Regions from separate parts of the Mus musculus genome. Here regions 1, 3, 4, 5, 6 and 7 are each linked to region 2. Evidence: chromatin contacts called from public Hi-C, HiCAR-type, HiChIP or PLAC-seq and promoter capture Hi-C data. All regions are on one chromosome and are shown on one strand. Each heading gives the region's core, a stretch centred on a gene start, on an enhancer-like site or on the middle of the called end of the contact. The rest is flanking DNA. Distances are from core to core; before and after follow the strand shown. Region 1 holds the start of Hmg20b (high mobility group 20B). Region 2 holds the start of Polrmt (polymerase (RNA) mitochondrial (DNA directed)). Region 3 holds the start of Pfkl (phosphofructokinase, liver, B-type). Region 4 holds the start of Pwp2 (PWP2 periodic tryptophan protein homolog (yeast)). Region 5 holds the start of Fzr1 (fizzy and cell division cycle 20 related 1). Region 6 holds the start of Dapk3 (death-associated protein kinase 3). Region 7 holds the start of Rrp1 (ribosomal RNA processing 1 homolog (S. cerevisiae)).

Region 1 (2,954 bases), core at 87-2,586, 1.6 Mb before region 2:
ACTGAGCAATATCTTCAATCATTTGTTTTTAAAAAGATTTATTTGGGCTGGTGAGATGGCTCAGTAGGTAAGAGCACCTGACTGCTCTTCCAAAGGTCCGGAGTTCAAATCCCAGCAACCACATGGTGGTTCACAATCATCTGTAACAAGATCTGACACCTATTATTTCACGTTTATGAGCATTTTCCCTGCATGTAAGCCTGTTTGCTTGCCTAATGCTCAAAAGGGTAAAAAGAGGTCTCCTGGGACAGTTACAGATACTTTTTAGCAGACAAATGGGTGCTGGGGATCGAACCCAGGTTCTCTGCAAAAGAAACAGGCACTCCTAACCATAGAACCAACTCTCAGTTTCTCTTTTACTGTGGGATGTTACAGAAGACTGGAGTAAAATCACATTTGGCAACCTAGATGTGTGGTGCTGTCTCTTCCATTTGGATAATGCGGATCAAATTCAAGTTGTTGGGTTTCTCTGTAAACCCCTTGGCTTGCTGAGTCAGTCCGCACTGACCTTCAAAATGATTTTTTTTTTTTTTTAATGAAAATGCTCTTAGCCCAGCTTCTATCTCAGATCTAGGTGTCAGCCTCCCAGCCTGTTACTCCTCCTATGGTTCAATGTACCCCTTGGTCAGAGAGTAAAATCAAGGTTCCACGGGAAGGGAAATCAGTGCCTGGTGGTCATTTCCCCAGTCCTCCGTTTATAAAGCATACGTTCATTTATTGATTTAGGTCTGTGTGTGATGCACATGGCACAGCACACAGTGGAGTTCAGAGGACAACTTGCTGGAAAACCATTCTCACATTCCACTTTGTGGGTTCCGAATGCAAGTCGTCCACTAGGTGGCGAGCACCTTCAAGTGCTGTGCAATCTCACCAGACCCATTTTTTTTCAACGTAGTAAGAAAAACTACACCTGGCCGTACTGCAGGGGCGGGGGGTGCCTCTTTGGAACCTAACTCCTTCCTTAGAAGCCTACTAAAAACGCCTCTTCTGCCGAATATCCCCGGTCCCCATCTCCACACCCTAGCTCACCGGTCAGAATGGGGACTACTGGCCCTTTAAGGAGCTCCGCCCCACAGCACGCCGCCAGTCGCCTCCGATTGGTCCCGAGCGCGCCGGAGCGCAGCCGAACTTGACGCACCCGCCCGCAACCTGCCGACGCACCTCCCACGCGGCTCCGCAGATCTTCAGCCAACCACCGCCCGGCGCGCCGAGACTAATCTGCATGACCCCACCTCTCATGGAGGCCTCAGCCAATTAGAGCGCTATCCTTGGGTTCATTAGCATGAGGGCGGAGCGGGCGCGGGCGCTTGGTTGGACCGTCGCCGCGTCTCAGGTCCCGGGAAAGTTTTTTCAGAGGTGAAAAGAGCCGGGAAGTCCGGGCCTGCGCGGGGCGGGGGCTGCGGGGCGCGGCCTCCGGGACTCGATCTCGCAACAAAGGATCGCGGGGCCTCCTGCCCGAGGACCTCCCCGCCCCGGGATCCGCCTCCCCGGTCCGGGCCCCCCGGGGATCGCCCTGCGGTTCCCATCGAGGTGGCAGGCAGGACCCCCTGACCTTTGCCGGCTTCTGTTCCAGATCCCGCCCGGAGTGGCCATGTCCCACGGTCCCCGGCAGCCAGGCGCAGCCACCGCGTGAGTGCGCCTCCCCCAGCCTGTCCCGACCCTGGATAAGCCCTGTCCCCATCGTCGGGTACCCCTGGAAATGCCTTGTGTCCATCTCGAGTACCAGGGGTCATGCCCTGTCTCCACCCCGGGTACTCCTGGACATGTCCTGTCCTGCATCCTTGGGAACTCTTAAACATTCCCTATATCCACCCTCGGGTACCCCTAAACACACCATGTCCACGCTGGGATCTCTGGACATACCCTGTCTCATCCTCAGGTACCTCTGTGTACCTCTGTTTTGGGAACCCCTGATCCTGTCCTGTCCCTATACCCTACCTACCTTATCCCCACTACAGGAACTTCTGACCATGTCCTGTCACCCTTCGGGGATTTCTGTACTCCCTGTAGAACTGCCAAGACACCCTATGGCCTTCCTCACTATCTCATCTTCCTCCCAGGCCCCAGGACCAACTCACCTCGTCCTCCGTCCCCACCCCGCCAGTGGCCTACTGTGATCCTTGGATCCTCAAACTCTGGGTCCCCACCCCCTTTTTCCAGGCTCATGCGTGCTCCCACATACTTCTGTGATCTCCAATGACAAGAAGGGGATGGGTAGGTATGGGGGAATGATTTTGGCACTGATGGATGACGCTGGTTTCCATTGTCCCCAAGACCTGCGGGAGGCAAGACTCCGGGCCAGCACGGGGCCTTTGTAGTGGCTGTCAAGCAGGAGCGCAGCGAGGGTTCCCGAGCTGGAGAGAAGGGGCCCCAGGAGGAGGAGGTGAGTCCCCATCTGAAAAGCCTGGCCGGCCGCTGGCTCAGCAACACATACCTCACAAATCCAGACTATAAGATCCTCCCACTGCCTAGCAAGAGGCCACACCCCAGCCTAGCCTGTCAGTGGCTTCAGCCCCACCCCTAGGAGGCTGTCTTGGTGCAGGACCCGTAGGTTCTCTAGAGTTCTGACCCTTGATCTGCCGACCTACCACTAGACTAGGCCCCGCCCATATGCCCCAGACCCCCACCCACACTTCCCAGAGCCCCTCCCAAGGACACAGCCTCCTCCTGCAGCCAGTGAAGAAGCGAGGCTGGCCCAAAGGCAAAAAAAGAAAGAAGATTCTCCCAAATGGGCCCAAGGCCCCCGTCACTGGCTATGTTCGCTTCCTGAATGAGAGGCGGGAACAGATTCGCACCCGCCACCCGGACCTTCCATTCCCGGAGATCACGAAGATGTTGGGCGCCGAGTGGAGCAAGCTGCAGCCGGCAGAGAAGCAGGTAGAGACCAGAGAAAGGGGTGGCAGAAACAGGAGGATCCCTGGGCAAGCCCCATCGGTGAGAGACCCAGGCCCAAA
Region 2 (2,820 bases), core at 28-2,527:
CAACCACATGGTGGCTCACAACCATCTGTAATGGAATTCAATGCCCTCTTCTGGTAGACAGAGATAGTGTACTCAGATACATAAAATAAATAAATCTTTAAAAAAACAAAAACAAAAGCAAAAACGGTGTGTGCCACCACACCCAGCTCTGAGTTTGTGTGTGTGTCTGTTTATCTGTCCGTTTGCTTGCCCGACTGCCTGATTGAGACAAGGTTTTATGTGCATTTTATGTGCTTAAATTTGAATCCGCCTGCCTTTACCTCCAGAGGGCTGGGATTATAAACCCAAAGCTCTCACTGATGCGCTCCAGACAGTAGAAGCCCTAGTACTGAGAAAATGAGCCCAGGTCCTGTCTTCTCAGGAGGGTACTGTCTGAGCTACAGAATTAGCCTGGAAAATTTAGTGAGATTCTGTCTCAAATATAAAATGCTGGTGCGTGATAGCACATATCTGTCATCCGGCACTTCCTGAGCTAGGAGGCAGGAGGATCAGGAATTCACTGTCATCTTTGGCCACATTAGAAGTTTGAAACCAACCTGGGCTACGTGTAGATAGATCCCTTAGTCCAACACTGGGAAGGAGAAGACAGCAAGGTCAGGCTTTCCAGATTAGTTCTCATACATGTAAATTGGAAGCTAACATGAGCTACATGGGACTCTGTGAATGTGAATGAATGAATGGATGGATGGATGAATGAAATCGCGATGTGGTACTATTTACACGTCTTTTCCATCTTTCTACGGCCCTGATTCCATTTGCACAAACACATATACATACAGAGAGACAGAGACAGAGAGAGGCAGAGAGGAGGAGGAGGAAGAGGAGGAGAAACAAATAGGGTAGGGACTGGGCGTGGTGGCGCACGACTATAGTCCCAGTACTGGGTGGCAGAGCAGGAGTATAAGGAGGATATCTGTTGAGTTCAAGGGAATCCTGTTAAATTCCAGGACATTCATGGTTAAATAGTGAGACTTTGTGCCAAAAATGTGCATATAGTACATAATATATACACATATGTAAATGTTACGCACATATATATGAACAAATAAAATAAAGCAGAAACCAGTCAATCAAAGAACAAAAAAATATAAAAACTAAAGAGGGAACTTGGATATGAAAAGAACGAATCAGAAGAGTATTTCTGCGCATGCTCTCTTGCCGCCACGCTGCCCGCTGCCTCTTGGGAGTTGTAGTTCTCCTTCGACTCCTCTCACAGGACAGACCCTAAGAGCGCTTCCGGCAGTCGCAGAACTACAGCTCCCTGCAGGCGGCGCGTGCGCGTGCGCACTGCGGGCAGCAGGCGGCATGTCGGCGCTCCGGTGGACCCGAAGCGCAGCCGGGCTTGGCCGGGTTCTGCGCTCCCCTGGGCCCCACCGCCCGCCTTCGGAGGAAGGTAAAGGAGTGTCGGATCCAGGACTATAATCTTCCCTTCCTTAGGATCCCGGTCACCTTCAACCTTTGTTCTTTGACCTATGGAGGAGTTTCTGGGGACCCATTTAGCTGGGCACTAGTTGGCAACGTCTCTCTAGGTCCGCAGGGCACTTTGACTTTTGATTGTTGCTCGCTTTTCCATGTCTCTGACCCACTGTTGGGGACTTACGGATATTGGCATTGACCTTTGGCTACTTTTAGTTAGGAGTACTTCTTGCTGGATCCTGCACCCCGATCCTTATAGCTTTGGCCTGTTCTGCCCTTGAAGTTGGTCTTTTTCTGGGTCTGGATTTATTTGTGGGCGGGGCGTGTTTTTTTTTTTTTTTTTTTTTTTTTTTTGAGCCATGGTGTTTCCATGTGGTTCATGCTGGATGCTTTATTTGAACTCAGGTCCTACTGCTTCAACCTCCTGAGTTCTGAGATCCCATGCCTGGCAGTCCTTGTCTTTTGATCCATTTCTTTCTGGGCATGACGTAAGTTTGAGGCAGGAACTCACACTAGCTTAACCTAGAACTTCCTTTGTAGCCCAGGCTGGAATCCAATTGGAGACCCTCCCACCTCAGCCTCCAGAGACCTGGGGTAATAAGTGTGCATGCCACGGTGTCCACTTGATAGGATGGTTTCTGTGTTCTTATTCTTCATGTCTCTTTCTAGGGACTTTTGGTGGCTTCTGCAGCTCAAGAAGGAGCTCCGCTGCCAGTCCCCGTGAGCAACATGTCCTGAGGGAGTGGGGCCATGCTGAACTGCTGGAAGGTAAGTTGGTGTCCTAAGTCCTTCTCCACAGTGAAGCCTTGAGGGAGTGTGCTCTGCGTTGTACCTGACCACTCCAAGGGAGTATGTAAAATGGGGTCCAGAGTCCACTGAGCAGTGTTGTCTGGCTGGCCTGTCTGTGGTCCTGTGGGTCCTCTTGTGCTGGTTCTGGGAGCTGCTGTAATTCCATTCCCTGAGTTCCAGATTCCCACCTGGGGCTCTCACTTCTAGGAAGACAGTGGAGGCCCCAAATACACCTGAACAATACCGGATTTGCATTGTTGGAATGCTGACATAGAAGTCTCCAGTTTTAGTCCTGCAGAGTCGAGGTGCAGCTGGAATCCAGCCTGTCTGCCAGGCCTGCCTGTCTGTCTTCCTTCCTTCCTTCCTCTTTCTTTCTTTCTCTCCTCATTCCTCCCTTCTCTCTTTCTCTCTTTTTTCTTTCTTGGTTTTTCGAGACAGGGTTTCTCTGTGTAGGAAGTCCTGGCTGCTTTGTAGACCAGGCTGGCCTTGAACTCAGGTCTGCCTGCCTCTGCCCCTGGAGTGCTGGGATTAAAGGTGTGCATGAGCCGGGTATGGTGGCGCACGCCTTTGATCCCAGCACTCTGGAGGCAGAGGCAGGCGGATTTCTGAGTTCGA
Region 3 (2,865 bases), core at 172-2,671, 1.7 Mb after region 2:
CTGCCTGTATGTATGCCTACAGACCCGAAGAGGGCACCAGATCCCATTACAGATGATTGTGAGCTACCATGTGGTTGTCAGGACTAGAACTCAGGACTTCTGGAAAAGCAGCCAGTGCTCTTAACCTCTGAGCCATATCTCCAGCCAAAACACCTCCCCACTCCCCACCAACAAAAGCCCTGTTATGTTCTTAGAATTTGAGTTAAACGGACCGCCCCTTCCTTCTTTCCTTTATTCCTTTTATCCCTGTTCTTGGTTTCTTTGTATAGCCTTGGCTGTCCTGAAATTTGCTCTATCGACCAAACTGACCTTCAAAGATCTGCCTGTCTCTGCTTCCTGAATGCTGGGATTAAAAGCGTGTGTCACCACTGCCAGACAATAAAAATAGCTCTTAAAGAATTTAGCAAAACCAGGCAAAAATCAACAAACTGTCAGGGTCAGATGGGGTACCCTCATCTCTGCAGGACAGCCCTACCATGGCAGCCCAGATCCAGCGCTCTGGACTGTGGGTAGCTTTCCTTGAGAGTCCTGGATCTGACCATTGCTCCACCAGCTTCGAATCCCTCTAACCAATCCTGAGGGGCTGGTTCCCCACTTTGTGCTCAGGCAAAGGCCACTCGCCTGAACCAGGAGCTGTGAGAGTTGAGAGAAGCGGCAGGTTTAGCAAATCACCCTGAAGTAAAAATGCTACGCTAAGTGTTTCTCTTTCCAAATCCCCAACTACATTCAGCAGTCGCGATGGGACGAATCGTGGCTATCGTCTCAGATACAACTGCAGCTTTCCTATGTTTTCTTTTGCTCTCTTTCTCCCTTTCTCCCTTTCTTTCTTTCTCTTTTTCTTTCTCTCTTTCTTTCTTTCTTTCTTTCTTTCTCTCTCTCTTTCCTTCTTTCTTTCTTTCTTTCTTTCTTTCTTTCTTTCTTTCTTTCTTTCTTTCTTTCTCCTTTTTTTGTTTGTTTGGCTTTTTTCCTTTTCCTTTTTTTTTTTAACTTCGGCTCGAAGGAGACTGTTGCAAGCCTAAATCAACTCAAGGAGCGGCTTAGGAATTCTCACCCAAGCCACACCTGCATCCCCGGATGCTGGCCAAGTGGGATTTAAAATGCCCGTGAGACTTGGCTACAGGTTTCCTTTAACAGCGCCTGGACAGATGTAAAATCAGCTTGCTGTAGCATGAACTCCACTTGCCCAGAAACTTCAGTCAGGCTCAGGTTGTGAACTTCATTTGGTGAGGACGTTGATCCTAGCTGCTGGGTACCTGGGGAGTTCGGTGGCGGGCCTGGGGAACCAGGGTTCCGGAACCGCTGCGCAGACATTTGTAGACTGGCGTGCGCTCCGCCTTTCTTAGCGCAGCTACCTTCTCCAGCAGCCACTAGAGGGGCGACCAGGTCCCCGAGCCTGTCAGTCAAACGTTATACTGGGGGCGGAGCCGGGGCGGGGCGGGACAAACCGGGTACACAGGCAGGCGCACGGGGCGGGGACAGGCGACAGCGGCGCGGAACGCAGAGCGGCGGGAGAGGAGCTTGGGCTCCTGGTCTCCGCTGCCGCCATGGCTACCGTGGACCTGGAGAAACTGCGGATGTCGGGGGCTGGCAAGGCCATTGGAGTGCTGACCAGCGGCGGTGATGCGCAAGGTGATGGGACGCGGGGGCGTGTTTAGGGATGGATCTGGGGTTTCTGCCTGTCCTCGGAACCCTTCGGGCTTGTCCACTGCCCCTCGCCTAGGGATCTGGGGTGTACTTGGCCAGCCAATCTCCTGTGGAGCACCGTGGCTTCAGGTCCCTGTCCCCAAGCTCCGCCCCGGGTAGCTGGCGTACGTGCTGCAGGCCACGGGCCTTGGCACGCCCCGCCCTCGCGCTGCCTAGGTCCGCCCGGTTTGGGGGTGTGTCCGCGCAGCACGCAGACTTAGGGCACCGGGCTATTCCTTTCTAGGCCACACGTGTCAGGACCTCTAAGAGAAGCACAGCCGGCCAAGTTTCACAGGCCGGAATTTGAAAGGATCAGGGACCCTGTACCCTCCCCCGTGCAGCCTGTGATTCCTACCTTCTCTGTACTGGGATGGGGTGAGACTGAGGCAGGCTTGCCCACACGCCTTTGCCTGGGCTGCTTCCTGTCCCTTGGATGGAGACTTAAGTGGAGAACAGAGGGCGTGGAGCGGGGGTATTTTTTTACCGGTGTAACAGGGCAAGCACCACAGGGCTAATAGTTGAGGGTGCACAGCCTCTTCTCGGCCTGGTAAGGCTAGGGAAAAGTCTGGGCTTGGGAGGATCTGCCCTCTTCTCAGCCCCTCTCTTGGTGGCCTGGTTCCAGGCTGACTGCTGATGTGCGAAGTCTGTGGCTCTAGTTGGGTCCGGCTGAAAAGAAATACTACCCAGTTGGGGGCTGAGGAAGACACGTGGAGCTTCAAGGGGCTTGGCTTCCCTGAGCACTGCAGTTGAGCTTCGCCATTTCCTTCCAAACATTTCAGGAAATACAGACACACATGCTCCTAAGCGGGGTTCCTGACTGCCCAGCCCTTACCTAAGAGATCGGTAGGAACAACACAGGATAGATACATCTTACAAGCATGATTGCAAGTCCAGGAAGGCAGGAAAAAATGTCACTCTGACTCCCATAATGCTGGAAATCTCAAATCTCTGTTGGGTCCCCTGGGCCTGGTCTAGGCTGGCAGTCAGCATACCCTTTTTCAGGGCTGTTTCAGCTTGTACATCCCAGTGCTGTCACTGAGACTGGGCCGGGGACCTGTGGAAGAATCACCCATGGTAGTGGACCACAAGAGAGGCCCTGACTAGGCCCACATCACCCATTAGATAGGCATTTCAGTGAGGCCAGCAGAGTCCTGAGTCCCATTTGTAGGGCTCCTGCCTCTG
Region 4 (2,728 bases), core at 208-2,707, 1.6 Mb after region 2:
CCTGGGGACCATGTTTGGGCCCAGAGTCAGGGGCACAGAGAGAACCAGGAGAACCAAGCCAACACTTTCAGTATTCAGTGTATTTGCTTTTTTTTTTTTTTAAGATTTGTTTATTTATTATATGTAAGTACACTGTCGCTGTCTTCAGACACTCCAGAAGAGGGCATCAGATCCCATTACGGATGGTTGTGAGCCACCATGTGGTTGCTGGGATTTGAACTCAGGACCTTCAGAAGAGTACTCAGTGCTCTTAACTGCTAAGCCATCTCTCCAGCCCCAGGGTATTTGCTTTTAACTCAGCCAGTAAATAAAGGATAGTACGACGCCCACAACACACCACCACCAAGTGGTTTTCATTTGCAGGAATTGGAGGAATGCTTAAAGAAAATAAACACTGGGGCTGGAGAGATGGCTCAGTGGTTAAGAGCATTGGCTGCTCTACCAGAGGTCCTGAGTTCAAATCCCAGCAACCACATGGTGGCTCATAACCATATGTAATGGGATCTGATGCCCTCTTCTAGTGTGTCTGAAGACAGTGGCAGTGTACTCACATAAACCTTAAAAAAAAAAAAAACAAAAAAAAAACAAACATTTATTTAAAACCCTCTGAAAACCTATTTTATGTGCAGTTTAAAACTAATAAACTTGGGGAGCTGGGTATGCAAATTAGAACTTGGTACTTACTGAATGTCTACAGCCCTCTGAACTCTGTTTTCGGTAAACCTTTGACAGTTGGCCTGCAGATGTCAAGTCCATGTGTGGGGAGGTCTTTGAGACTTGATCCTGGCAGAAAAGCTTCCACCCGGCACTGCTAGCCTCCCGCATCCGTGTGTAGTCCTTTAGAGTGGAGTCTGGCTCTTGAGTTCACCGCCCACCCCCTGAGTTTCATATTTCTGAGTTCTCTACGGTTTTCTAATTATATATATTAAGAATAAAACAAAGGGGAGATCTAAAATGTTGGTAGTTCTGTTATTTCTCATGAAGACACCTTTCTCTGTAAGAGAGTTGGCAGCTCTTGTTCTCTGGGATGGGGTCTAGGAAAGGTGACGGCCGCACCTTGACACTGCAGGCGTTGGTTCCATTTTCACAGTGTTCTGTAACATAATGTCAGAGTAAGGCCGCTGTACTAAGATCGTTTAAAGTGTAAGCATTAAAATTCTAAAAATACACGTTTTAAGAAGAAACTCCGTTTGAACTTGGGTTTTTGTTTTTGTTTTGCACGGTTACAGGCGAGTGTGTGACGATTTGCTCGCTTTCTCAGCTCCGGACTGGGCTCTGCATGGAGACCTAGAACTTAGCTCCATTCTCCACCGTCCTAGCGGTCTCAGCTAGTTCACCGCTACGCAGCGCCTGCGTAGAGGCAGGGTGGTGGCGGGAGTGGGGGTGAGGGAGGGACGGGCGGGGCTTCCCAGGACACTAGGGTTGCGGCTCCGCCCCGGAAGTGCGCGTTTTAAGCGCCGGAGATTGTTTGTATTCCGGAAGTGGTTGCAGTACGGTACCCCACGTGTGGTTCCAGGATGAAATTCGCTTACCGGGTGAGCGGCGGGCCGGGCAGGGGCAACGGGAGGGCGATGGAAGGTTCCGAGGACGCGGGAGAGACCGAGGTCGTTGTCATCTCGGCTGCCTGTGGGAAGCACTAGTGGGTCGACCCATCGCAATCTATTGCTCCTGGTTTATACCAGGAGCTCCGGGCTCCTACCCAACAGGTCTCGGGCTGTACCCAGCCCTGTCCAAACTCCTCTTGCCAGACAACACAGCAATAGCTGCTGAAAGGCTCTTAACAACAAACTTCAAGCAACACCCAGCTCTCTACAGGGCCGCCAGTTCTTGGAGCAGTCTCGACAGCGCTCCTCTGCTGATCATACCTCTTAGGAGCCTAGCTCTGCCTGGTGTTATCTCGTTGCATAGCTGCCCACCTACACCCCAGATCGACTCCTGCCTTAGTTAGCCCAGGCAATCCCAGTAAGCAACTACCCTACTGCTCTGCTGGGCTTTGCAGTGTTTGGACATCTGTCCAATTGCCTATGTGCCGTTTCTATGTGGACATAGAACACAAGGCTCGGGTCTCTACACCCAGCTGTGTCTGCTGGATGGAGATGCTTGCCTTTGATAACTGAATGGATACACCGGGGCACTGATACTTAGCACGGTGGGCGTGGTGAGCATCTCCTGCAGCCCTGTTCACTGAAGCAGCTTCTCTTAGAATGGAGATCCTGTGCCCTTCTGTGCCTGGCAAATGCTTCCTGTCTTGGGAGTATAGTACCATTCAAGGGAACCCTGGGCTCCTGAGAATTAAGTTGGGTTCCTCCTCTGCCCAGGGGCAGGACACACCTATGGTCAGGTACTTTACTACCTATGCCCAGATGCCTCTCATCACCATTTCAGAGAGCTGACGCTGTGTTCTCTGTGTTAAAACTGATTCATTTCCTTTGCAGTTCTCGAATTTGTTGGGTACGGTTTATCGGTGTGGAAACTTAAATTTCACACATGATGGAAATTCTGTTATCAGCCCCGTGGGAAATAGAGTCACTGTGTTTGACCTTAAGAAGTAAGTATGGGGAGACAATGTTAGCAGGGACGTTATCCTCCGTGTGAAGGCTAGCCATCCTCTTTGTGGCTTGCAGGACTACTGGATTTAGGAGGACACAGGTCATGGTAGAGTTGCCTGCTGAGGTCCTCGTTTTTCATTCTAGTATCTAGAACACCAGCATTACTCTTAAAGGGAAAG
Region 5 (2,746 bases), core at 156-2,655, 1.6 Mb before region 2:
AGTTTGATGCCAGCCTGGTCTGCACAGCAAGTTCCAGGACAGCCAGGGCTACACTAAGAGACCCTAACTCGAAAAACCAAACAGAAGGCCAAACAACACAACAAAACCCAACCCTATTTGGGTTTTTTTTTTTTTTTGGTGTTTTGTTTTGTTTTTTAAGATTTATTTACGTGTTTTATGTAAGTACACTGTCGCTATCTTCAGACACACCAGAAGAGGACATCGGATCCCATTACAGATGGTTGTGAGCCACCATGTGGGAATTGAACTCAGGACCTCTTGGAAGAACAGTCTGTGTTCTTAATTTGTTTAGTGTCATTTACCCAGGGGCTGGCACAGGTGTGCCCATGGGATGGTCAGAGTTACACCTTGCAGGAGTTGGTTCTCGCCCTCTACCAAGTGATCCTGGGTATAAGGTGGGCTCCAGCTGGCTTAGCTGCAATCACCCTACCTTTTGAGCCATTGTGATGGGCCCAACATGTATGGTTTTGAACCTGGACCCTCTTGAGGTTTATTTCCAGCTGTCATCACTTGGGGCTTCTGGGAGTGAGTACTCAGGGACACGATAAATATTTTGGGGGGGCAGGTGTCTAACAGTCGTTCTAACAATGCAGAAGTTGAGGCTGGAGAATTGCTTCCAGCTCGAGGCTAGCCTGGCTAGAGAGAAAAAGGTAGCTCGAAAATTGAAAACAATAAACGCACAGTGAGTAACCAGCAGCGTCCGCGCGCCGAGCGCCATCCGTGGGGTAGTCACTTAACTGTTGAGTGAATCATAGCTTCAGGGGGAAGCGCCCCACTTCTTCCACAAACAGGAGCCACGCCTTCCTCCGCGCCTAGTTACTCCTGTTCTAGTCGTCCCCCCCCCCCATTCAGCCGTGGTCTTCCCCGACTGCTCATCCCAACACGGTTGCCCCGGGCAACAAGTGCCGTCTCGCTTCCTGTATTGATTTAAATCCTGAAGGACGTCCCATACTCCCGAGCTGCTCCGCGCTGGGGCGCGCAGGCGCAGCTGTTTGGGGTGGACGCGAGCACGGCACAGAGTGGGAGTGTCTAGGGGGCGTGCCCGCAAGGGACAGGGAAAGAGGCGGTGTGGGGGCGTGGCCTAGGAGAGGCGTTGGTAACTCGAGGGGCGTGGCTTCAGCACAGGCCACAGGGGGTTGGCGGAGAGATCCGTGCGTGTGGGCCGTGAGCGTGGCTGAGGGCGTGGCTTGCCCACGGAAAACCTTGGCGGCGTTGGGGGGGAGGACCTAGGGGGCGTGGCCTAGGCGCGGTGATGCGCTGGGCGGCGGGGCCGGTCGCGGGCGCGCGCGCGGCCTGCGGGACAGATTGGGGGAGGGAGTCGGGTTGCCACTGAGTTCCGCCATATTAGCTACCGCGGAGGCCGGGGGATTCCCGTGAGCAGCGGCGGCGGGGCCTGTCGCAACGGCGGGGCCTCGAACAGGCGCGGCGTGTTCCTGGGACCGGCGGGAACCGGCGGGTGCCGGCTGGCGACCGGAGCGAGGCAGGTGAGGACACGGGTGACTCGGGGACCCGCCCCCCCAGCCGACCCCTTCCTTCTCTGGGGCTCCAGTGCGGCCTGATCCTGAACCCCACATCCCAGCGACCTCCAGTACCGGCCCCGACCCCGCCAGCTCTCTGAGTCTGTCAGAGTCCTCCATCCCCAGAGCTCTGCTCTGATAGTTGCTCCCCTCGAATCCAGGGCACCACCCGTCTTGTTCCCCCGAACCCCAGAATGCAAACCAGCTTCCCAGATGAGGCCCTGAGTCACCCCAACCCTGAGTCCCCTCACCCGGCAACCTCGCCTTGACCTCGCTCTGTCCATCACAGCAATCATCGCCCAGAGCCTTGTTCAGAGCACGGCTAATGTCCAAATCCAGGCATTCCACATGTTGCAGCTCAGAACCCTAGGTCAGGCTCCTTGCGCCCCCAAATTCAGGTCACCCTTTACTACTTCCACCAAAACCACCCAATTCAGGTGAGGTCCTGAGTCAGATCTCAGACGGTCTGTCCCCAATGACCTCGCCCTGTCACCAACACTCTGTATTCTTTTGAGCTATGTTCCCTTAAATTTAGAGCATTCTGTCTCATGCTGATCACTCAAGACTCAACTGCAAACCATTCATCTGCACCCTGTTGACTTCCAAATGTAAATCCCCCTGCCTCAGATGCTCCCTACATCCAAACTGGGATCTGAGTCAACCTCCAGAGTCCAGGAGTCTCAAATCTGGCATTCCCCAGGTGGGAAGGATTGTGAACTAAATTTGCCGTAAACACCCAGTGGTTCAGCCAACAACCAGGTGTCTCATCTCAGGGGAGACATGGCCAGAAACCACAGACATTCTGTGTCCCCAAATCCACCACGTACCCTCTCAGATCTGAACCTCCACTCTGTGTCTTCAAATGCAAGTCCAGGTCCTTCCATCCTCTATCCCTGATCCAAAGCCATTGTCCCCTACAAAGCCCTTAAATCACCCCACCAACTTCACTTGTCTCCAGCTGTAAGCCTGACACCAACCTCTGTATAGGCATTACCTTCCTACCCCGCTCCCCTAAATTCTCTGCTAATTGAGAGCACCTGGTGGGATGCACTCCTTGTTGAGAACACCTGGTGGGAAGCACGCCCCCTACCCGTCCTGTCTGAGAGATGACCTCATTCCTCTGGCTGCTGAGTCCCAGTCCTAGCTCCTTCCTGCTGTTTGAATGAGGGTGATTCCCCAGTGAAGATTCACCCAGAACAGACACCACC
Region 6 (2,700 bases), core at 4-2,503, 1.4 Mb before region 2:
CCCGGCTCAGGGGCAGCAGCTACAGGTCTCTGTGTCTCTCTCCACAGAGGACACGAGAGAAAAGGAACTCAGGTTCCCTGTCATCTGGGAACCTGAAGTCTGGCGTGGTACCACCAGAAAACTCTGTGGCCACTGCTTCAAGACACTGAGGAGAGGAAGGGCACCCACCTCCCACGCCACTCACCTGCCAAGCTCCTCTCCCATCTCATAATGGTCCTCAACATCCTCTTGCCTGAATGTGGACATGGCGGCTGGCCTTCTGAAGGATTCTGGGGACACAGGAGCTGGAGGGACAGAGGAAACAGGAAATGTTTATCACGGATCCGACTTCTCCCAAGAGGCTTCCCCAGCATATGTGACACACAATGCCCCTGCCCCAGATTTTCTTTGGTCATCTACAGCCTCTACCCACAATTTGGTCATGGTAGAGCAAACCTGACACCCCACACTGGGGAGCGGAGGGCTGCACGGCTACGAGTTCAAGAGCATACTCAAATACTTGGTGAGTTACAAGCCAGCCTGAGTTCCATGAGACCAGCTCAAGTGACTGGAGAGATGGCTGAGACGGTAAGAGTGGGTGCTGTACTTGCACAGTCTCCAAGTTCAGTTTCCAGTGCTCACTAGTATCTCTAACTCCCAGGCCTGATGACCTCTAACGCTCTCTTCAGGAACCTCAGGTACCTGCGGGCACTGTGACACCCCTCTCAGAAACAAGCATAGATATAACTAAAAGAAGCGGAACAACATCTCTCAAGCAGTATATATATATATATATATATATATATATATATATATATGTACAAAACTATAAAACACAATACAGTGTCAGGTGCCCTTTACCCTAGCACTCAAGAGGCTGAGGCTGGAGGATTAAACAGAGTTCCAAGTCAGCGTGGGGTTCTCTACTCGAAACACTTCCATAGCGTCCGGCTCTTGAAATTCCTACCTAGCTTCCTCACCTGTCAATCATGCCCACCAGCACCCCGGAACTCAGGGGTGTCGCCGGAAACCTGACACATGCGCAGCAGTGTTGCTATTCCTAGAGGTCCACCCCTCGAGATTGGAGAAAGCCATGCCCCTCGCGGGTTCCCTCCCCTCGCTCCCGCCCTCGTCGCGTGTCCCTTGGGTCCCAACACAACGTCCCGGACCCGGCCCATTCGTACCGTCCTCAGCCATCGAGTCCCCGCCCGGTGCCAGCGAGGCCCCCGCGAGAACCTCCGGTACAAATCCTGAGACGGCATCTACGCATGCGCTGACAGCGCAGGGGCACACCTCCGCAAAACCCGAAAACCAGCGCTCATTGGACTACGACTTTAACCGGAAATTGAATGCACACGCTCATTGGTTAGCATCTGACCTCTCAGCGGAAGCGGACGTTGACTAGTGACGTCATCACCCAAGGCTAGGCGAGAGTCCAGTGCTCATTGGCCAGCCTGACAGATTCACAGGAAGGCTCGACACCGCCCTTGTGGAGCACATCATTATTGGGCTCCTGGCTGATGATTGGCTAACGCGAGAGGCTGAAAGCCAATAACCTGGAGCCGGGTATGCGCAGACCAAACCCCTGATGTGCAGGTCTATGGAGTGATTCAAGTTTGTGGAATGGACTGAGGCAGTACTGTGAACTCACAATAAAACCCATTCTGTCGCACGGGGTGCAGTGTGTGTGTTATGTGTGAATCACCGCAGGCCACCTAAGGGTAGCCAGATACCCTGAAAACCAGGAAAGCGTGCGCTGTACAAAACAGAGTTGCGAGCACATGTGGATCAACCACTGTAGTTTATTACTCCAATGATTCATTCCCACAGCCGGGCTGCAAGTCTAAGGCAGGCTGCCTGCCTTCCTGGAGGCACTTACCCCACCTCCCCCTCTGGGGGAACTCCACTTGGCCATGGACCCCAAAAACCTCTGAATGCATTTATTTAGACTTTTGGACATCTGCGCGTTTCCCTCTGAAAATGTTAAGAGCCGTGTCCCGCCCACCCCACAGCCTGCCAGTCCAGCCTGCAGAGAGATTCCCGCTATCTTGTAATTCCGAAATAAATAGAATTGGTAGCAAGTGAGTGCTGAGTGATGTCAGGGTGGCCCCAGCAGCCTCTAGAGGAGCACTGTGGGACAGTCTCAAGGTGTCTTCTGATGGGTGGGCACTGTGCAGCATGTGGCAGTATCAGGCTGCCTACAGTTTGTCCAGGAAGTTGTCCAGCGCTGGGATGCCCTCTTTCAGGCCCTTGCGCTTGCGCGTCTCAGCTACCACTTGGCTGGGGCGGCTGCTGTTGTCAAAAGGATCCCCAGGCAGGATCTGCCAGTGGTCAAACACGCACTGGGGGAAGGCCTGGCCGCCGGTGTTGGATCGCAGATCAGCGGTGAAGCCTAGACAGAAGACAGGAGACTCAGGTGACTTCCCTGGGGGGGTGGGGTGGGGGGGGGACATGCTTAGCTGTCTTGCCACCCCTCCCAGGAGGGATTCCTGGGTCCTTTGTTTTGGTTTCTCTGTGTAGTTTGTAGCTCTGTCTTTCCTGGCACCCTTAAGCAAGCTGGCCGTGATGACAGAAATCTGCTTCTGTTCTGCACCCCGCAGCTATATTACACAGGCCTTGCAGGTTATCTGCAAACCCCAGGGACCAGACACTCACCAAAGGACTCATTGACAGGCAGGTATGCCTTGACCACAAACATGGGGGTACCAGCCACCTGGGACT
Region 7 (2,838 bases), core at 8-2,507, 1.3 Mb after region 2:
GCTCAGCGGTTAAGAGCACCGATTGGTCTTTCAGAGGTCCTGAGTTCAATTCCCAGCAACCACACAGTGGCTCACAACCATCTGTAATGGGATCTAATGCCCTCTTCTGGTGTGTCCGAAGACAGTAACTGCGTACTCATATAAATAAAACAACAGCAACAAGAGATAGCTTGCCTAAGTCAAAGAAACTGGGTTGACTTTAAAAAGCGTGGCCATAACATTGATGTAGTCTATCAAATTTTTTGTTATTCAGTAAATTCTGATGTTATAGAAAATACAGAATTGTCTATGTTCCTGTAATAGTGCTTAGACATGCCCTCTCCCACCCCAGTTGCTTATTCCTCTTCAGTCAGACTTTCAACAACCATCCCTCCCATTTTTTCCAGCATCTAGCTTTTCAAATACAGCCACCTTCCTTGCCTGACACTTTAATCCTGGGCTTAGCTGGCCTATGGTGTAGCAACGAACTGGCAATGTTATGGTACCACTAAGTCCAAACGTCCACTGGTCTTGGAAATTTCCCCCAGCAAGTCATCAGACTTCTGGTGGTCTTGGGCACACCAATGAAACCTGTAATTGTTTTGTATTCTAATTTGACATTTCAGCTCTTGGGCTATATGGAAAAATTTTCCCAATAGTGTCCCAAACGATTGTCACCACACATTTCATGAACCAGGGCACACTCAAGTTTTGCACACTCACTGTGCTTTCTATAGTGTATTTGCCTGCCTACCTTCATGATAGGTACCTGCACCCTGTCCCATAATCTGGATCCTGACAGCCTTCTTGCTTTTCTCTTTCCAGGAAAGTGGATGCTCTACAAGAGGCTTGGTGGGGTGGATTTCCCTGAGGACTAAGGTGTTAGGGATCAGGTAAAGTGTTTCGGGTAAAGCTCGTAGTTCTCGGCGTTGCAGGGTTCATGCACACACCCAACCTCCCCCCACCCACACCCCACACCCCAACATGGCTCAGGATGCTGAGCCAAGGGCAGCTCCACGCAGTCCTGCTAAGTGTTACAGTTGAGGACAAGCTGGGCCACATCACGATCTTCTTGTAATACAGCCACTCCTGCTGCAGTAAAGAGGAGGGCGAACCCAAGACAATGCTTTAACCTTTTCAAGAATCAGAGATGCCCTAGGCTTACACCAGACCATCCTCCTCCCTGCAGGGTGCAGTTGCGCCTCTCGGCCACTGAGAGGCGGTAGCGTACGCCAGCATCGTCCAGGACGTTTGACGTCTAGCTGGGTTGTGTCGCCTCAGTGTGACGTTCAGTGGTGACGAGCGCGTGTCGTCACTCGAGCGCCCCAGCGGAAGCGTCGAGTGCGTGGTCTCAGGGTTCTCCTCACCATGGTTCCCGGAGTGCCGCTCCCGCCGGAGATCCAGCTGGCGCAGCGCCTGGCGGGCAATGAACAGGTGACGCGGGACCGCGCGTTGCGGAAGCTGCGGAAGTACATCGAGGCCAGGTCGCAGCGGGCGACAGGTACGCGGGCGGGAGGGCAGGCGAGCTCCGCTGCGTGGGCCCCGCAGGATCCGGCCTTCGTCTGCTGTTCTACTGGCTTAGGCTGACCCGATCGGTCTGCCCGCTTTTCTTCCTTCTGTAGCTTGCTGGTGCTCTTCCGCCGGCCTTTACTGGTGTCCCGTGTTCTTAAAGGTGTGTTCTCGACACCCCGTTCCCAGGATGTCCTTTTGCAGAGCGGTTTCTGTGCTTCTGGTCCTCAGTGAGCGACCCCTTTCAGCAGCCTCCGCGTCTCTTGGATATCCCTCCGCAGATGCAAATTATAGATTCCCTGAGCAGTGGTTTGGCCGAGGTCACGGCTGTATGCTTTGGGAAGTGTCTCAAGGCAGTTTTCCACGCTCTAGTCAGAGAACCCCAGCTTGGGGAATGCGCTTCGCCAAATGGTGGCGATGTCCTTTGCTTTTGGATATCCCTCCGCGGATGCAAATTATAGATTCCCTGAGCGGTGGTTTGGCCGAGGTCATGGCTGTATGCTTTGGGAAGTGTCTCAGCGCAGTTTTTCACGCTCTAGTCAGAGCACCCCAACTTGGGGGATGCGCCTCGCTAAATGGTGGTGATGTCCTTTGCTAGCCGGAATGAATAACTTTCACCATTTAATCTCCGAAATGTCATAGTATAGCTACAGTTCCTTGGTCTGACACTGGCTTAATTAATCACTGCATTAACAATGGGCCATCTCCCGGTCCCGAAAGTGTTGGGTTTCTTTAACTCTATGGGACTGATACCTGCTTGCTGGTGCATGGAGTTACTGGAGGGTTGGGGGGAGGGGCTCCTCCAGGCACCGTTATGGCAGTTCTGTTGGAGAATGTTTTGAGGGCGGGGCTGGCTGCCCAATCATATTTTTTTAAGGTTTATTTATTTATTTAATGTATATGAGTACACTGTAGCTAGCTGTACAGATGGTTGTGAGCCTTCATGTGGTTGTTGGGAATTGAATTTAGGACCTCTGCTCGTTCCAGTTGGCCCCACTCACTGAGGTCAGCCCAGCTCGCTCAGTCCCTGTTCCGTCTGGCCCAAAGATTTATTTATTATTATAAATAAGTACACTGTAGCTGTTTTCAGACACCCTAGAAGAGGGCATCAGATCTCATTAGGATGGTTGTAACCTACCGTGTGGTTGCTGGGATTTGAACTCAGGACCTTTGGAAGAGCAGTCAGTGCTCTTACCCGCTGAGCCATCTCGCCAGCCCCCAGTCGTATTATTGTTAAGAGTAGTTCAGGCAGTCATGTTTCCTTCCTGGCTCGGGAAGGTAGGTTCCAGGGCTCACTAAGTCTCACTGTTGCTCTTGTGATGCAGGTGGTTTCACTCCAGATGAACTGCT

Evidence for each region. A called contact is a pair of places that touch in the nucleus more often than the background predicts. HiCAR-type assays count read pairs that join an accessible place to other places. HiChIP or PLAC-seq counts read pairs in DNA pulled down with a chosen protein or histone mark. Capture Hi-C pulls out chosen DNA fragments and counts their contacts.
Region 1: a contact with region 2 is called in a promoter capture Hi-C map of adipose tissue, with 6 times the contacts expected there. The contact joins the promoter of Hmg20b here to the promoter of Polrmt in region 2. A contact is called at or near these places in 2 of 39 promoter capture datasets (liver and pre-B cells), 1 of 484 Hi-C or Micro-C datasets (B cells), 4 of 115 datasets of contacts at active chromatin or transcription factors (bone marrow-derived dendritic cells, embryonic stem cells, fetal liver and 1 more) and 2 of 9 other capture datasets (adipose tissue and liver).
Region 3: a contact with region 2 is called in an H3K27ac HiChIP or PLAC-seq map of embryonic stem cells, with 5 read pairs. The contact joins the promoter of Pfkl here to the promoter of Polrmt in region 2. A contact is called at or near these places in 1 of 39 promoter capture datasets (liver) and 1 of 115 datasets of contacts at active chromatin or transcription factors (embryonic stem cells).
Region 4: a Hi-C map of B cells shows a contact between it and region 2, with 5 read pairs. The contact joins the promoter of Pwp2 here to the promoter of Polrmt in region 2. A contact is called at or near these places in 2 of 39 promoter capture datasets (hippocampal neurons and liver) and 1 of 484 Hi-C or Micro-C datasets (B cells).
Region 5: a contact with region 2 is called in a HiCAR-type map of astrocytes, with 6 times the contacts expected there. The contact joins the promoter of Fzr1 here to the promoter of Polrmt in region 2. A contact is called at or near these places in 4 of 39 promoter capture datasets (hippocampal neurons, liver and pre-B cells), 2 of 115 datasets of contacts at active chromatin or transcription factors (astrocytes and embryonic stem cells) and 3 of 9 other capture datasets (liver, macrophages and pancreatic islet).
Region 6: a contact with region 2 is called in a Hi-C map of B cells, with 6 read pairs. The contact joins the promoter of Dapk3 here to the promoter of Polrmt in region 2. A contact is called at or near these places in 1 of 39 promoter capture datasets (embryonic stem cells), 1 of 484 Hi-C or Micro-C datasets (B cells) and 1 of 115 datasets of contacts at active chromatin or transcription factors (pancreatic cancer cells).
Region 7: a contact with region 2 is called in an H3K4me3 HiChIP or PLAC-seq map of stem cell-derived neural progenitor cells, with 3 times the contacts expected there. The contact joins the promoter of Rrp1 here to the promoter of Polrmt in region 2. A contact is called at or near these places in 1 of 39 promoter capture datasets (hippocampal neurons) and 3 of 115 datasets of contacts at active chromatin or transcription factors (embryonic stem cells, large pre-B cells and stem cell-derived neural progenitor cells).

The regions. Positions count from the first base shown.
Region 1 is chr10:81,348,809-81,351,762 of GRCm38.p6, reverse strand. Hmg20b (high mobility group 20B) reads left to right here and starts at 1,336. Exons shown (of 9, transcript NM_010440.3): 1 at 1,336-1,629; 2 at 2,275-2,383; 3 at 2,674-2,877. The coding sequence starts at 1,592.
Region 2 is chr10:79,745,038-79,747,857 of GRCm38.p6, reverse strand. It overlaps Polrmt (polymerase (RNA) mitochondrial (DNA directed)), which reads left to right and starts at 1,277. Exons shown (of 21, transcript NM_172551.3): 1 at 1,277-1,393; 2 at 2,086-2,184. The coding sequence starts at 1,306.
Region 3 is chr10:78,008,363-78,011,227 of GRCm38.p6, reverse strand. It overlaps Pfkl (phosphofructokinase, liver, B-type), which reads left to right and starts at 1,421. Exons shown (of 22, transcript NM_008826.5): 1 at 1,421-1,629. The coding sequence starts at 1,545.
Region 4 is chr10:78,183,878-78,186,605 of GRCm38.p6, reverse strand. It overlaps Pwp2 (PWP2 periodic tryptophan protein homolog (yeast)), which reads left to right and starts at 1,457. Exons shown (of 21, transcript NM_029546.2): 1 at 1,457-1,535; 2 at 2,436-2,548. The coding sequence starts at 1,518. Trappc10 (trafficking protein particle complex 10) reads left to right here. Exons shown (of 23, transcript NM_001081055.2): 23 at 1-1,184.
Region 5 is chr10:81,377,029-81,379,774 of GRCm38.p6, reverse strand. It overlaps Fzr1 (fizzy and cell division cycle 20 related 1), which reads left to right and starts at 1,405. Exons shown (of 14, transcript NM_019757.1): 1 at 1,405-1,505.
Region 6 is chr10:81,181,560-81,184,259 of GRCm38.p6, reverse strand. It overlaps Dapk3 (death-associated protein kinase 3), which reads right to left and starts at 1,253. Exons shown (of 9, transcript NM_001190474.1): 1 at 1,164-1,253; 2 at 185-284. The coding sequence starts at 1,176. Eef2 (eukaryotic translation elongation factor 2) reads right to left here. Exons shown (of 14, transcript NM_007907.2): 13 at 2,635-2,700; 14 at 1,751-2,371. The coding sequence ends at 2,178.
Region 7 is chr10:78,411,462-78,414,299 of GRCm38.p6, reverse strand. Rrp1 (ribosomal RNA processing 1 homolog (S. cerevisiae)) reads left to right here and starts at 1,257. Exons shown (of 13, transcript NM_010925.2): 1 at 1,257-1,480; 2 at 2,814-2,838. The coding sequence starts at 1,348.